Linked DNA regions of Mus musculus: all the other regions are linked to region 3. The links are chromatin contacts, called in public promoter capture Hi-C maps. All regions are on one chromosome and are shown on one strand. The core of a region is the stretch at or near the end of the contact, and the rest is flanking DNA. Distances in the headings are between cores, read along the strand shown. Region 1 holds the start of Kif23 (kinesin family member 23). Region 2 holds the start of Rps27l (ribosomal protein S27-like). Region 3 holds the start of Dennd4a (DENN/MADD domain containing 4A).

Region 1 (2,700 bases), core at 167-2,666, 2.9 Mb before region 3:
TTTTTTTATTACAGGTTTTCTGACCGTCTTAGCCTTCCTGGTTAAAAAGAGAAAAAAAAGCCATAAATTCAACACTAACATAGAAGACATCACAAATTCTAACAATGAACTTCCTAAGGCTTAAAAAAATCATTTCCCAGCAATCTCAAATACCGCACAGCAAATAACATGTATATAAACAATAAACTGTACTCGAGAAATGTGGTATATGTAATTTAACTCATTAAAATTTCAATTGGGAAAATACACTTTTGATACCATTAGTACTCAGTGGAACTTTTGTTTGTATTTTTTTTAAGTGTTGGAGTGCAAATTCAGAGATTTGCTCATGCTATGTAGGAAGATTAGATTATTCACAATGCTGAAATGTCTTGCTATTTTAAGTAAACAATATAAAAAATTATTTTATTTCAACATTCTCTATCATTTAACTTTTTTTTCCTTTCTCGTTTATAGGCTACAAGAATATTTAACACAAATTAAACCAAAAGACTCGTTTAGACTGTAGATTATTAAAGTACTTTTCTCAATAGAGTCACACGTAAACTAGAAGCAAACCAGAGTCCAGCGATATACTAGGGTAGGTATCCTTAAGTAAATATAAAGACTGACGTTTCCTCATTTTAAAAAGTTCCGTTTTTTTTTTTTTTCGTGTGTGTGCGTGTGAAAGTAACGATTTCTAAAGCCAGCCCTCCTTCGCAGTAAAAGTGTAACCAGGATGTGGCTCTCCTGAAGAGTCTAGGAATACTGAGGAATGTGGGCGTGGGAGATAGAGTAGGCGTGTGGGATGGCCTGGGGACAAAGATAGCGCAAGGTGGCGGAGCTGCAGAAGGACCCTGACCTCAAGGCTAGAACTAGGGAAGGGATGCCGACGGAGCTGTGGAGGCTCAACTCCCCCAAAGTGCCAGCGCGCACCCCGGCTGCGCGCCGCCCGGGGTCCCCAGACCTGCCACCTGCGCAGCGGGCGGGGAGGAAGGAAGCTGGGGAGGGATGGGCAGCCCAAAGGATGGCAACCCGAGGAGGTGGTGGCAGACAGCCCCGGATTCGGAGGCAGCCTTCGCGGGCTCAGAGGACTGGGAGGGCGCCGGCACACCAGGGTCGCCAGCCACCAGAACTCTGCAGTGCGGAGCTTCGGCCTACACTGTACTACGGACTCAGCTCCCGGGCAGTCCCCAGTCTCAGCGTGAGGAGGGCGGCGACCCCCACGCAGTCCTCCCACCAGTACTCACGCTGACTTCATGACCGCAGGCTCCGTGCTATCCTGACGCGCGCGCGGGACGTCGGGCTCCGACAGGAGCAAGGCTGGCGGGAACTAAGCCGAGCAAACCACGGCCGCGGGGACCAGGACTCAATCTGAGGAGAGCCCGGCGGCGACGCTGCAAGCCCAAGTGTGCGCCCGCCCGGCGCATTTCAAACAGGCCAATCAGCGGCCGCCTGCGGCGAAGGGGCGGGGCCTCGGGGAGCGCTGGCACGGCCAGCAGGGGCGCTCGTCTCCTTGGCAACCCAAGGGCGCCAGCCGGAGGCTGAGGAGGGCAGCGCTGGAGAAAAACCTGAGAGGGGAAATCCCGGCCCTTCCGCCCTTCCGTTCTGACGCAGAAGCTGAGATCTCCCAGTCTTTGTCCTGAGAACCTCTAAGGAAGTAAAGCCTTGGTCGGGCATGTTCTAATTTCAGGCTGGCCGCTGGCTACCACATCATCTTATTCATTTTATTGTATTTATATTTTATTTTTACCTTTACTTTTAGTTCTACGTTTACATTTTATCTTACTTTTGATATTTATTTTGAGACGAGAGTATCTTGTATCCCAGGCTGGCCTCACACTTACAGTGAGGACCCCAGAATGATCTTGAAGACTATACCAACTTGGCAGACAACCTGTTGTAAGTTCCTTTCTCTGGATTCTCCAGTTCTCTCTCTCTCTCTCTCTCTCTCTCTCTCTCTCTCTCTGTGTGTGTGTGTGTGTGTGTGTGTGTGTGTGTGTGTGTGTGTGTTTCATGGTGCTAGTGATCAAACCTAGAGCCTCACAATGTTAGGCAAAGGTGATACCACTAAGCCACACATCCTTAACCTTCAAATTCTTGATTTTGATGTTTCCTGGATATACAGAGATGCATAAAATCTACCCACTGCCCTTGTGCAACCACCGTTTACCCTTTGCCTTCTACAAGTTGATTCTTTCTCATTTAATCCCAGCCCCCATGCTGACGATTCCCCAGGGATGTAGCCACACCTGCGTTCTGTGACTCAAGCTCCACTTAGAACTTCCTTTAGGGCCAGCACTGATAAGGATAGCCAGTTTAATATCCATAGTTAATGTCCATATTACTGGACATTAGTCTTTCCAATATTTACTGTTGCAAACTGCTTCGATGAATAAACCTGAAAATGCATCCATGGATAAATTTCCAGAAGCAGATAGAAAGCTACCAGGCTTTGCCACCATCACTTTCCAAAACCGATCCATTTGACTGCACTCTCACCTATAAGTCACAGGTCTGGGAGAGCCCTAGGGTGGGTCATCGCCCTTTGCTTGAGACCCTCAGTGGGGCCCTGAGGCTAGTCTTCCTGTTCAGTTGCGTCACCTCTCACCTGTCCCAAGCCCAACGCTCATGCGTGGAACGTTTCTGCCCCCACACTCGAGTCTCTCTGCTGTCTCTCAGCCTTCCTTTCCTCGGAGAATGCCTCACCTTCTCTGGATC
Region 2 (2,700 bases), core at 65-2,564, 2.1 Mb after region 3:
GACTGCAGCCTTAACTGTACTCGTCAAGTAACCACAGACCATGGACATTGAGACATTGGAACTTCTAGGACCATTATTTTCCCCGTACACACATAATAATTTACATAGTTATCTATATCACCATATTTAGTATTGACTTACAGTTTATTCATTTTTGGTGTTCCAGAGATGGCCCCATATGGCTGAAGATGATCTTGAATTTCCAACCCTCCTGCCTAAACCCCAAGTGCTGGATTATAATAAGTGTGCCCCATACCCCTAGATGTATCCAGTGCTGGAAATCAAACTCGGGGTTTCTTACTTACTGGGTGAGCACTCCTCCATGAGGGAATGCGGTGTTTTAATTTTCTTCTGCTTTATGCAAATTGAGTATTATACATCTTTTTTTTTTCCCCAAATTGGTAGGACAGTCTTAGGGTCAAGCTTATAAATGGTGTATGTGTGTGTGTTTAAGCCAGGGGGTCAATATCAGGTTTCTTTCTTAGGTGCCACCTACCACGTTTTCTGAGACAGAGGCATATCAAACACAGCAGCAAATGGGATTTGTTTAAAAAACTATTTCAGAGCAAAGCAAACCGGAGGTGAAGCCTATCCGGTGCAGAACTTCAAGTCTCACTCCTTAGAAGGCACAGACACAAGACTAGAAGTTTGTTTCACAACCCGTCAGTGGGATCTTTCTAGTTAAAAATTATTTATTTAGTGGTGTTAGGGATTTAACCTAAGGCTTCATGAAGGCAAGGCAAGCATGCTATTAGCTGAGCTACACCTCCAACCCCAAAATCAGATTTTTAAATTTAATTATGAGTGTGTGTGTGCGCGCGCGCGCATAGGGAGTGCAGTGCCATAGAGATCAGAAAAGACCTGCAGATCTCCCTGGAGTTGAGTTTGAGGCAGTTTCGAACCGCCCAGCTCGGTTCTGAAAACCAAACCCAGATCGTCTGCGGGAGCAGTACACAGTCTTAACCAACACACACTCTTAAGCGCTGAGCCAGCCCCCTCCCAGGCTCGCCTATGGTGTTTGTAATACAGCGAAGAACAAAGATTATTGTTCCGTGTGTCCCCCTGTCCGCTGCCCCGCACAATGAACAGGGGAGACCAGGCTAGTTGCAGCCTCGGGTCTGGTTTCCCTCTAATGCCTAATGCCCGGGCCTCCGAAGCCCGGCCTGGGTGCAGGGCGGAGTCGGAGTTTAACGCAGAAGCCATTTAAATGTCCCTCATTGGACTTGGCCCGGCGGTCAGGGCGGGAGCCGTACCACTGAGACGGGAGCCTAGAGCGGTCGCCCCCGCCTCCACTCCTCTCCACTCCTCCCCGCCGCCTCTATCCCGGAAGTTGCTGAGGGGCGCTCGAAAGCGAGCAGTTCGTCTCGGCGACCTGGAGCGGCCGCGCTTGCGGAGCCGTCACCATGCCCGTAAGTTTTTGACTTTGGGCTCGGGCTTGCTTTCCTTCAGGCTTTCTGTTAGTCTGGCGCCTCGGCAGGCGGCTAAGCCCGCGGCGTCTCTTGCTCCTGCGGGCCGAGGCATGGCGGGCTTGTTGAGACTTGTCCGGGCGACACGGCGCGGCATGGCGTGGCGGGCCCTGTCCGGGCTCGCGTGAGTGGCCAGCCCGTGGGGTGCAGCTCCCAGCTCACCATGGGCTTCAGGGTCACTAACGGGCCTCGCAGCTTCCGACACGTTCACTCCACCCCGGGCGAGCATGCCGCAGCCCTGTGCTGGCCATTGGATGTGGAGCCCCGGGGCTGAGGTCATCCCGGCCTTGTTCTGATCTGCTGCGCTGCGGCTTCGGGGAGGCCCGAGCCAGACGCTGGTTTTTACTTAGCTTTGATGGCTACCCAGCCAAACGACAAAGGGGTTCTCTCTCCCATATGCTGCCCGAGCGCTGTAAAGTGCCAGGAAAGGACTGGCAACGTGTGGGTGAAAGTGGTCCTATCTTGAAAAGTTAGGGTCTTAAGTACCCCCTCTGCGGAGTGTGCCTGTTGCTCCTGCTTTGCGTTCCTCGTGTGATTCGGGCTGCCACCCGTGTACTGTGACTCCAGTAGTAACAATATGTTTCCTTCCACAGCTGGCTAGAGATCTGTTACACCCTTCCTTGGAGGAGGAGAAGAAAAAACATAAGAAGAAACGGCTGGTTCAGAGCCCAAATTCTTACTTCATGGATGTGAAATGTCCAGGTATAAAATTTCAAATTTCCCTGTCCTAAAGGACGTTTCAGGAAAGATTCACACTTTAATAAGTCAGGATCCACTGTTGACTAGAAATGACATTACAGAATTGTCATAAGGGTCATTTTAAAGAAACATACTCAAACCTTTGTAGAAACATATGGGAGCCAGGTAAAGGATACGTTGACTTAAGTCTTTAACTTAAGATGATCATTAAGATGATGAATTTTCTTTTTTGCAATGCAAATAAAATATATGTTGATTCTTCATTCTCAAACTGCTGTCTGATGTGTTTGCTATACCATATGTGTCTGTTTAGTACTTAACATGTGGAAATGGAAACAGAATTTAAGAGTAAAACACTACACTGAAGCTATAACTTGAAACAGATGACATGTCTGTTACATGCTGAAATGTTAACGGTTCTGGAATACTAAATTTAATGTTTCACCTTAAAAAAAACAAGTGACTTCTAGAATAATTATTGTTTACAGAATTTACAGGAAATTCTGTTAAACTTAAGTTCTGTTAAAACATCACT
Region 3 (2,700 bases), core at 13-2,512:
ATTTTCAGTGAAATTAGTGTATTTTTATCTACACAATATAATGTGATGCCCACACATTTTTTAAACAATTTGAACTATATTTGGTGAACTCAGTGTTGAAGAGACTCAAACTTAGATTTAAAAAAAAAAAAACAAACCCTCTCAATCAGGTTCTCTGGTCCATATGTTGTCTAGAATATAAATATAGATGCCATTCTTCAAGTACCACTCACTGTTCCCAGCTGCTTTGTTCCCTACTTGCCATTCAGTGGCTTCGGCCTGCAGTTAGAATTAAGGATAGTCTTGTATTTCTAGGCCCTATACAACGGAGCTCTCAACTCCCTCTCTAATCTAATGGAAGGCTTCTCCAGGCAAAATACATTTCTCATCAACACAGATTCCTCGCAGTTCTAAAAGCCAAGCTCCTCCCTATTGCAGGTTCTCTGCATGATCTTTTTGCTTTACTCAATTCTCTGGGGCCTTTCTTCCATTACTGGCTTCTTCCTGCACTTCAGAGAGGCACAGCCTTGATCACTCTGGTTTCAAAAACCACCCTGTTATCTGCTACCTAGAATTCTTCCTAGAACTTTTATGTTTCTTCTCCAAGCATTAAATATATTTGGTTGTTGTTGTTGTTGTTGTTGTTGTTGAGCTTCTCCCACTAGACCTCAACTCCCTCAAAGCAGACCTTTTCTGGTTCCCTGACTGTTGTGTGTCAGCCCTGCTGGGTTTTCCAACAATATTGTCTGGATGAATGAGTCCAAGAGAAGGAGTGGAGGTATAAAATAAAACTGTAATCTCGGTTGGCAATAAAGATGAAGCCTGTTTTGCATAGATTAACTTCAACCTAGAGGAATTTTTTTTTAAAAGGTCCTATTTCTTCCTTCATTTGTTCATAGAATTCCAGCTAACATTATTCAATACTTTTTAGGCATACACTTTACATTTCTGAGTAACTCTGTAGAGGTAATCAACCTTTATTATCCACATTTTTCAAAGGCATCTTGCCAATAGCCATTAACAGTAGACCTGCAGTCTAGTTTAAGTAGGCCATATCCAATTAATCAATGTAATGGACACCCTTTCAATCAACAATAGCTGTTTTATCAACGCGCTTTTCAGAGAACCCCTCTGAATTCCCCCTTTTCCCTGACCTCTGTCTCGGGACTGAAAGCTACTGGTGGTTGCTAACCGCTTAGGGGGTTTTCTGCAGAATACCAGTGACTTTGGTGGGCGGATCTCAGCTCAGACCACTGCACCAAGCAGCAGTGCCGGGAAGGAAGAAGCAGGTCTGTTGGCCATAGCTGGATGCTTGTGAAAGAGGAAGGTACAGTGCGCCTTGTTCTTACTCGCCAGGGGCTCGGAATCTCCCAACCTGAAGGGGAACCACGACGCGTTTCCCCAGCTACACTCGCCGTCACCAGCCAGCCCGGCCCCACCCCGCCCACAGCCCCACCCAGCGGCCCGCCCACTTGCGGGACCCTTGTTAGTCCCCTCCCCCCACGACCCACCCCCTAGCTCGGCCCATTCCTGCCCCTCGGGTCAGATTCGGCCTGTGATTGGTTTTTGTTGCCATAGTCCCCGCCCCCATGTCTTTACCGTCACTCCCAAGATGGCGCCGGCCGCGGCGGGTTCGGCGGCTGGTGCTGAGGAAGGAGGCGGAGGCTTTGGCGACCGCGCGGGGAGGGGGAGTCCCGTCTGACTGAGACGGCTGGGCGGAGCGCCGGGCCGGGAGATGAGCTAAGCTGGCTGCAAGCGCCGCGACATTCAGCCCCCTCGTGTCCCGCCCGCCGCGCATGAGGGGATCAGACTCTGCATCTCAGGCTCTTCCCGGTGCTCGCGCGGGGGCCGGCGGGGAGGTGAGTGGCGGGGGCGGCGGCGTGGGCATCGGTGGCATAGGGAGCTGTCACGGCCCTGAGGAGGTGACTGGCAGGGGGACGCCGAGCCGGGTGATAGGACTTGGAGGGCCGCTAGGCGCGGGCAGCTGCTAGGAGGGGCTCTGGCCGTCCCGGAGGATGGCGAGATGCTGTCGATGGCGTTCGCGCGCCTCCGTGTGGGAACGAGCGCGGGACACCGGGGGGGTCCCTCCGGACTGGCCATTTGGTGCTGGCCTGGGGCTGTTGTTGTTGGGGTGATGGGGCGGGGGCGGACGGTGGGGAGGTCCTGAAGCTGGGATTTTGACAAGCTCGTTACGTAAGGTTGCTTCCCGGAATCCCACCTGCTCTGGGTTTCAAACCCGCGGCGGGGGCTGCTTTCCCGCGGCTGTTCAGTCCAGATGCCGGGGCCCGGCTGGGGCTCAGGTTCCACGTGAGCCCGGCCAGCGTCCAAGTTGACCAGTGTGTGTGTGTGTGTGTGTGTGTGTGTGTGTGTGTGTGTGTGTGTGTGTGTCTGTGCACACGCGCGCGCAATTCTTGGTCATCACCACTCCTTTTGAAGTTTATCTCTTTCTAGAGGGGAAAGACGAAGGAGGGGGCAGGGGGAGAAGGGGCAAAAAAGCTTGTGACCTAGAATTGGGTCGCAGCGACATCTCTTTTATGGTGCTTTTAAATGACAGGACGTAAAGGGAAACTTGGATGTTGCTGCTCCAGTGTGCTTTTCCTTCAGACGAATGGTTGGCCTCAGAGCGGTAGAGACGGTTTTTATTTGTCTTATAGGACAGTTATTTCTTGTTTGCAAAACAGGACAGGCATCAGTCAACAGGCTTGTATTTATCTGAGGGGA

What was found. Promoter capture Hi-C pulls out the DNA fragments that hold promoters and counts their contacts.
Region 1: a contact with region 3 is called in a promoter capture Hi-C map of erythroid cells, with 12 times the contacts expected there. The contact joins the promoter of Kif23 here to the promoter of Dennd4a in region 3. A contact is called at or near these places in 2 of 39 promoter capture datasets (erythroid cells and frontonasal cranial neural crest).
Region 2: a promoter capture Hi-C map of erythroid cells shows a contact between it and region 3, with 13 times the contacts expected there. The contact joins the promoter of Rps27l here to the promoter of Dennd4a in region 3. A contact is called at or near these places in 2 of 39 promoter capture datasets (erythroid cells and pre-B cells).

Annotation. Positions count from the first base shown.
Region 1 is chr9:61,945,383-61,948,082 of GRCm38.p6, forward strand. Kif23 (kinesin family member 23) reads right to left here and starts at 1,417. Exons shown (of 23, transcript NM_024245.4): 1 at 1,230-1,417; 2 at 1-37. The coding sequence starts at 1,240.
Region 2 is chr9:66,944,772-66,947,471 of GRCm38.p6, forward strand. Rps27l (ribosomal protein S27-like) reads left to right here and starts at 1,315. Exons shown (of 4, transcript NM_026467.5): 1 at 1,315-1,409; 2 at 2,060-2,168. The coding sequence starts at 1,404.
Region 3 is chr9:64,809,749-64,812,448 of GRCm38.p6, forward strand. It overlaps Dennd4a (DENN/MADD domain containing 4A), which reads left to right and starts at 1,263. Exons shown (of 35, transcript NM_001162917.1): 1 at 1,263-1,272; 2 at 1,592-1,838. Gm36459 (a long non-coding RNA gene) reads right to left here and starts at 1,667. Exons shown (of 3, transcript XR_379559.2): 1 at 1,579-1,667; 2 at 1,198-1,354.